Regions from separate parts of the Mus musculus genome. Here region 1 is linked to region 2. The links are chromatin contacts, called in public promoter capture Hi-C maps. All regions are on one chromosome and are shown on one strand. The core of a region is the stretch at or near the end of the contact, and the rest is flanking DNA. Distances in the headings are between cores, read along the strand shown.

The links. Promoter capture Hi-C pulls out the DNA fragments that hold promoters and counts their contacts.
Region 1: a promoter capture Hi-C map of liver shows a contact between it and region 2, with 5 times the contacts expected there. The contact joins the promoter of Igfbpl1 here to the promoter of Polr1e in region 2. A contact is called at or near these places in 20 of 39 promoter capture datasets (the 3T3-L1 cell line, 3T3-L1-derived adipocytes, the C10 cell line and 13 more), 1 of 15 datasets of contacts at CTCF or cohesin (embryonic stem cells), 6 of 484 Hi-C or Micro-C datasets (all in embryonic stem cells), 17 of 115 datasets of contacts at active chromatin or transcription factors (astrocytes, bone marrow-derived macrophages, embryonic brain and 8 more) and 4 of 9 other capture datasets (adipose tissue, embryonic stem cells, embryonic tail and 1 more).

What each region holds. Positions count from the first base shown.
Region 1 is chr4:45,825,495-45,828,483 of GRCm38.p6, reverse strand. Igfbpl1 (insulin-like growth factor binding protein-like 1) reads left to right here and starts at 1,657. Exons shown (of 5, transcript NM_018741.2): 1 at 1,657-2,126. The coding sequence starts at 1,691. It also overlaps a transcript of Stra6l not described here.
Region 2 is chr4:45,017,023-45,019,919 of GRCm38.p6, reverse strand. Polr1e (polymerase (RNA) I polypeptide E) reads right to left here and starts at 1,311. Exons shown (of 12, transcript NM_022811.3): 1 at 1,128-1,311; 2 at 543-646. The coding sequence starts at 1,248.

The sequences.
Region 1 (2,989 bases), core at 408-2,907, 810 kb before region 2:
AGTCCCCGTTGTCAGGGATGAAGTATGCAGACTGCCTAGTAGCCTGTATGGATACCCCACAGCCAGACCCTGTCTTTAAACACACTTTACCAGCTATGTCATAGGTGTGTTGTGGTAGATATTTAATCTCAAATCGGGGTTTCTATCCCACCTTAGGTCATTCGGTTTCCAGATAAAAGACATGCAACTTTTATATTTTAATAAACCTTAGTCAGCACTAGAGCTGGGTAGATATCTACCCACCATGTTATTATGTCTACTTCCGTATCAATAACCCCGAGTTATAACTTGCTATGTTCATCTGAGCTGCTCTTAACTCCAATTGCCCAGCCTCATGGCCATGTTTTCATGACTCACTTGCCTACCACATGCCATCTCTCTTTTCTGCACCTTCTCCCCTCTCCTCCTTGTGGTTTCTCCTCAGACCCCAAGCCTGGGGAAACCAATCACTCACTGCCCATCTTTCTTCTGCCCAGTTATAGACAATAGGCATCTTTATTCGCCAATCAGGGATAACTTGGTGGGTAAGGTTACATAGCATCACTTGTATACATGCAACCAGGCCCTGGGGTGTGTGTGTGTAGTAGTAGTAGTATTTAGCATTACAATACATAGCAAAAGACCAAACCTCAATATGGGTGTCCTGAGATTTGTGCTCTGGGACCCTGTCCCAACATTCTTAGTAGCCAAAGGTCAGAACACAAGTGGTTAATTTCCATTTGTGTATCTAAATAATATGCAGAGTGTAACAATCAAGACTGGTCCACACAAAGTCCAAAATACATCACTGTATCTAGCCACCTCAAGGCCCTGTCAACTATAAGATGCATGGATTTATGCAGCATTAAGAAATATCCATGAGGCGCTGGAGTCTTGGTGCAGTGCTTAAGAGCACCGGATTCCTCTTCCAGGGGACCTGGGTTCAATTCTTAGCACCCATAAAGCAGTTCACAAGGGAATCTGACACCTTCTTACCAGTGCACTTAAATTAAATGAAAAAAAATTTTGAAAGAGAGAAAGAAAGACCCGTGAGAGCACATAGCCTTTTCACCTGTGCACCCATTGCTTGAAAGAGAGTCGGGTTCCAGAGATGATAAAAGGTGGGAAACTGGAAATTCTGTAAGTAGAAAAGACCAAGTGCAAAATCATACGTGCACTCGGGCAGTGGATGTTTTATATGAGGGGACTGGGCTATGTGCTCACACATGCTTGTACAGGCAGAGAAGATGCCTGAAAACACACCCAAGAACCCAATAGCCAGAGCAGCCACTGGAAATGGGACTGGGGAACTGAGTATTCGATCTGGGAAAGAAATCCATCTATCCATTTATAAAATCTGGCATCTTAAACTAGAGATTCCCTTTCCTAAACAAAACAAGAAAGAGAGCAAAGTAAAATAAGGCGTCCTGGTGGGAAGACTGAGAGTCATTACATTTTAAGGCCGAGACAAGTTGCCGTTTGGACCACGCTGAGTCTCCCCCAGCGCTCAATCGGAGGTGGCAGAGCTGTTCTGGAGACTTCTCTGCAGTTCAGTGAGCCAGTAGGGCCGCGCAGCGCTGGTCCCGGGCCGAGGGGCGCCCCGCGGTGCGGGCCGGGCCAATCAGCGGGCGCGGGGCGGGCGCGGTGGCTTTGCACGCACCGAGCGCTAAGAGGAGCAGAGGCGCTGCTGCCGTCCGTCTGGGAGCCGGCCATGCCGCGTCTGCCGCTGCTGCTCCTGCTCCTGCCATCACTGGCCCGGGGTCTCGGGCTCCGCGACGCGGGTAGACGACACCCCGAGTGCAGCCCGTGCCAGCAGGATCGCTGCCCTGCGCCCTCGCCTTGCCCAGCGCCCTGGATCTCCGCGCGCGACGAGTGCGGCTGCTGCGCGCGCTGCCTGGGCGCCGAGGGCGCGAGTTGCGGGGGACCCGTGGGCTCACGCTGTGGCCCTGGCCTGGTGTGTGCGAGTCGCGCCTCGGGGACGGCGCCCGAGGGCACCGGGCTTTGCGTGTGCGCGCAACGCGGCGCCGTCTGCGGCTCTGACGGCCGCTCCTACTCCAGCATCTGCGCGCTACGTCTGCGCGCCCGACATGCACCCCGCGCGCACCATGGCCACCTGCACAAGGCTCGCGATGGGCCCTGCGAGTTCGGTGAGTGGGGTTTGACCTAGAAAGACCCAGGCAAATGGGAAGAGCGGGACCCCAATGCTCTTGGGTGTGGGACAGAGAATTTCATTGTACAAAAGTGGACAACACAGCCTGGGCCTCAGTTTCCCCTTCAGGAGCAGTGTTTCGCGTCTTTCTACAGCCTGCTTGCTACCTTACCCACTGCGTGCAGACTTCAGCCCTAGAACAAACAGGAATGTGAATGCTTAAGAACCTGTTATTATAGTTACTTGAAAATGGGTCCAGGTGGATAGGTTGAATGGAGGAAGGAAGGTGAGGATTCCCAGAGTGCAGGGGTCCCACACAGGATTCAAGAAGCACCAAGACAGAGCATCAGAATCCTGGCTATCCAGTGAGTCTCAGACCAAGGGCTTCGAGGAGCTTCCAGCCACAAAGGGCAAGACCTTTGGAAACGTGAGCTCTGAAAAGATTGTGGGACCAGAGATGCTGATCCAGTCTAAAGGGCACGTAATCTGAAGGGTCCTGCTTTAAGGAAATCAATAGAAAACTACCAACTGCTAGGGATGTCAAAGGTTAACTGGTTTTTAACACCACATTGTAAGTGCCCCTAGTGCCCTAACTGATCACTGTCCTGTGTCAAAAAAGAAAGAAAGAAAGAAAGAAAGAAAGAAAGAAAGAAAGAAAGAAAGAAAGAAAGAAAGAAAGAAAGAAAGAAAACCCAAAACAGCAGTGTCTATGGATGTCCAGAGAAGCTAGCCTACTTTGCCTGTGTGTGGGGTTTGACTTGGTCAGGAGCTCTGAGAGAACAGTGTTTGTTTCATCTGGATAGGGTAGTGGGGAACTCGGCGTGGTAAGTGTTCCATGTTTCGGGCTTCTGGAGATTTCTG
Region 2 (2,897 bases), core at 62-2,561:
ACCCCAGTTCTAGGGGATCCAATGCCCACTTCTGGCTTCCACTAGCTACACACACATTGTACATAGACAAAAATGAACAACACCCATACACATAAAATAGGGTTGAAGCTGAGCTCTGAACAGTGACCTCCCTAAGAGGTGCAAATCCCATGAAGATGCTTCCTTAGCCTGCGGCATGAGGACATGGTGAACGTTCAATAAGGTCATGTAGGGGGACAACTTATGAAGCCAGGGGTGGGTGGTGCTGCACACCTTTAATCCCAGCACTACGGAGTCAGAGACAGGTGGTGATTCTCTGAGTTCAAAGCCAGCCAGGTCTATATAGTAATTTCCAGGATAGCCAGGGCTACAGGAAGAAACCCTGTCTGGAAAGATAAAGCCCATATAAGTGAAAAGCCCAAAATCTTGCTCCTCAGTGGGGCCAGAGTCTCATTTGCTACTCCTCCTTTCCTCCCCCCCAGGCCAGGTCTCCCATGTCTGCCCACACCAAGAACCTTTTGAGGTCTGCAGAGCCCAGACCATCTGTACCAGCAAGCACTTACCACGATCCGGTGACTCCTCTGCCTGGGGTTTACTAAGTCGGTGCTGTTGTACAAGGTGAAGCGCATGTCGCCCGGATTCTGCAGCTTCCCATTGGAGAACTGGACTGTAAGAGTGTAAGCCAAGAATAAGAGGCGAGGACCAGCAGGGTATGGATGGGGAGACCTGCACTGTGGCTGGACGCCGGTAGTGAAGGCAAGGGAGCTTAAGTCCGACTTTCGGGGGGCGGGGGGGTATGAAGAAAGCCCTGGTCCAGTTCTAAAGAGGGAGATGGAGGAGGGGAGGGGAAGTGACCTCTGGGCAGGGGTTGTGACAAAAGAGAACGACTGAGGAAATGCCATTAACTGGCAAGAGAGGAAACTCTGCTCCGTAGAGGGGGGAAAAGGGCAAATGAGAGAGCTGTGGAGATGTCAGGTCCCTGGGCACTGCCCTGAGACGAGTCCGAAGTGGTGACGATAGATGAATGCGGAGGGAAAAGGTGATGGTGGCAGGGAACCTGTCCCGGCTGCAGGCAGTGGGCTACCGTGGTACCCAGACAGAAGCGGAAAGGATTACGCGGAACTCCGCTCCGGGTCGGCGGTCTTTACCCAGCACAGCTTTCTGCCTGTCGTCGGGCTCTCCACAGTACAGCCACCTTGCACTCTGTAGCGCCTCTGTCTCCGTGTCTCCAGCCTGGTCATCCATCCCAGGAGACTCCAGAGTAGCCATGAGCTCGCCGGTTCACACGCGGACTCAAAAACCGGAAGTGACATTCTAGGCCCCGCCCAGGGTACACCAGCAGTAAGGCCACGCCCCTCACTGGATCGCGTCCCCGCCCACTCTTTGGTTCTTTCCCTTGAGGATCACACCCTCCCCCTTGCAGGAGGATGCAGTAACTCCCCTTTCGTCTCGGACCTCCAGGAGAGCAGCTTCACTTTTGTGTTGTATTGCTCACCGCAGGCTCTAAGCTGTGGGACCAGTCACACCAAAATCTCCAGAACTGTGAACCAAAATAAAAGAAACCGTTCCTCTTTATGAGCTGTCTTCATTTTGTGTTGTTATTGTCGTTTAAGGCCGGCTATCACCATGTGTGTAATCCTGGTTGGTCTGGAACTCATTCTGTGAAACATAATGGCCTCAAATTCACGGAGATTAGACCACCAGCTTTGTCTCACATATTTTGTTAAGGTAATAGAAAAAAACTGACTAATGTAGGGTTTCTCCCTGAGTAATTTCAATGCAGCCACCCAAATAAGAGAGCTAACAGTGATTCAACCATGTAATCTTGTAGTATTCAATTTCCCCAACGGCCTTGATACTGCCTTTTCAGCTAAAAGAGCCTGTCAGAAACCGTGTTGCAGCCTTACACTTGTAATCCCAGCATTTAAGAGCAGGGCTGCCATGAATTTGAGGCAAGTTCAAGTGAGAACTGTCACACATACACACAAATTATACTTTGCTTCTAGCTGTCACAACTCTTTGGTTGGAAGGTTACACTTTCTTTGACTCTACCCAGTGATTTTCTATTGATTCTTTCCAGAAAGGAAAAAAGAATATAAAAGGACTTAGTTAACTAATTAGTCATCCCCCCTTCTGTCAGAATCTTTTCCATACTCAGTTTATTTGAGGTTAGTAATGAATGGTAGAGCCTATTAGAAACATTTCACTTTTTAAATTATTAATTTATTTGGGTCCCAAGAGGGAATGTATGGTAAAGCAAAACTGCTCATCTGGTGGTCAAGGATGAAAGGAGGAAGAAGGGACTGAGGTCTCTGTTCCTTTTGGGCTCAGGTTGTCTTCAAACTCCACTTGTTCTGTGCCTGAGGGTGACTCCCCATCCTCTTGCCAAGTGCTGAGATTACATACACACACCATCACACCCAGCCAGAAAGAAAGTTTATTTCATTTCTTTCACTTCTGCACCTCCAACTCCTGAAAGGTCCTGTAAAAAAAAAAAGTGGGGGGGGGGGGGACCTCAGCAAATGTTGAGTGAGAGGTCTGGAAAAAGCTCAGTGGATAAAGGCACTTGCTACCAAGTTTGATGGTCTTCCTAGGACCCACCTGGTGGAAGAAGAGAGCTTACTCGGTAGCATACATCTGCATGCACACACAAAATAAATCAATGTAAAATAAAATTTAAAAATGAGCGAATGAAGGAAAGGGTAGGTAATAGAGTAGACCAGGTCATCAATCCTTGGAGCCTAACTAAGTCAGGGAGCGCACCTCAGAAATACTAATGTTCTTGCAACAAGTTAGCATAGGGTTTATACATAATAGATACTATGTATATGTTCACTGGCTACATAAAAATGGACACTTGTATGGAAGTTAAGAGGTGCCAAAGAGGGCTGGAGAGATGGCTCAACCGGTAAGAGCAC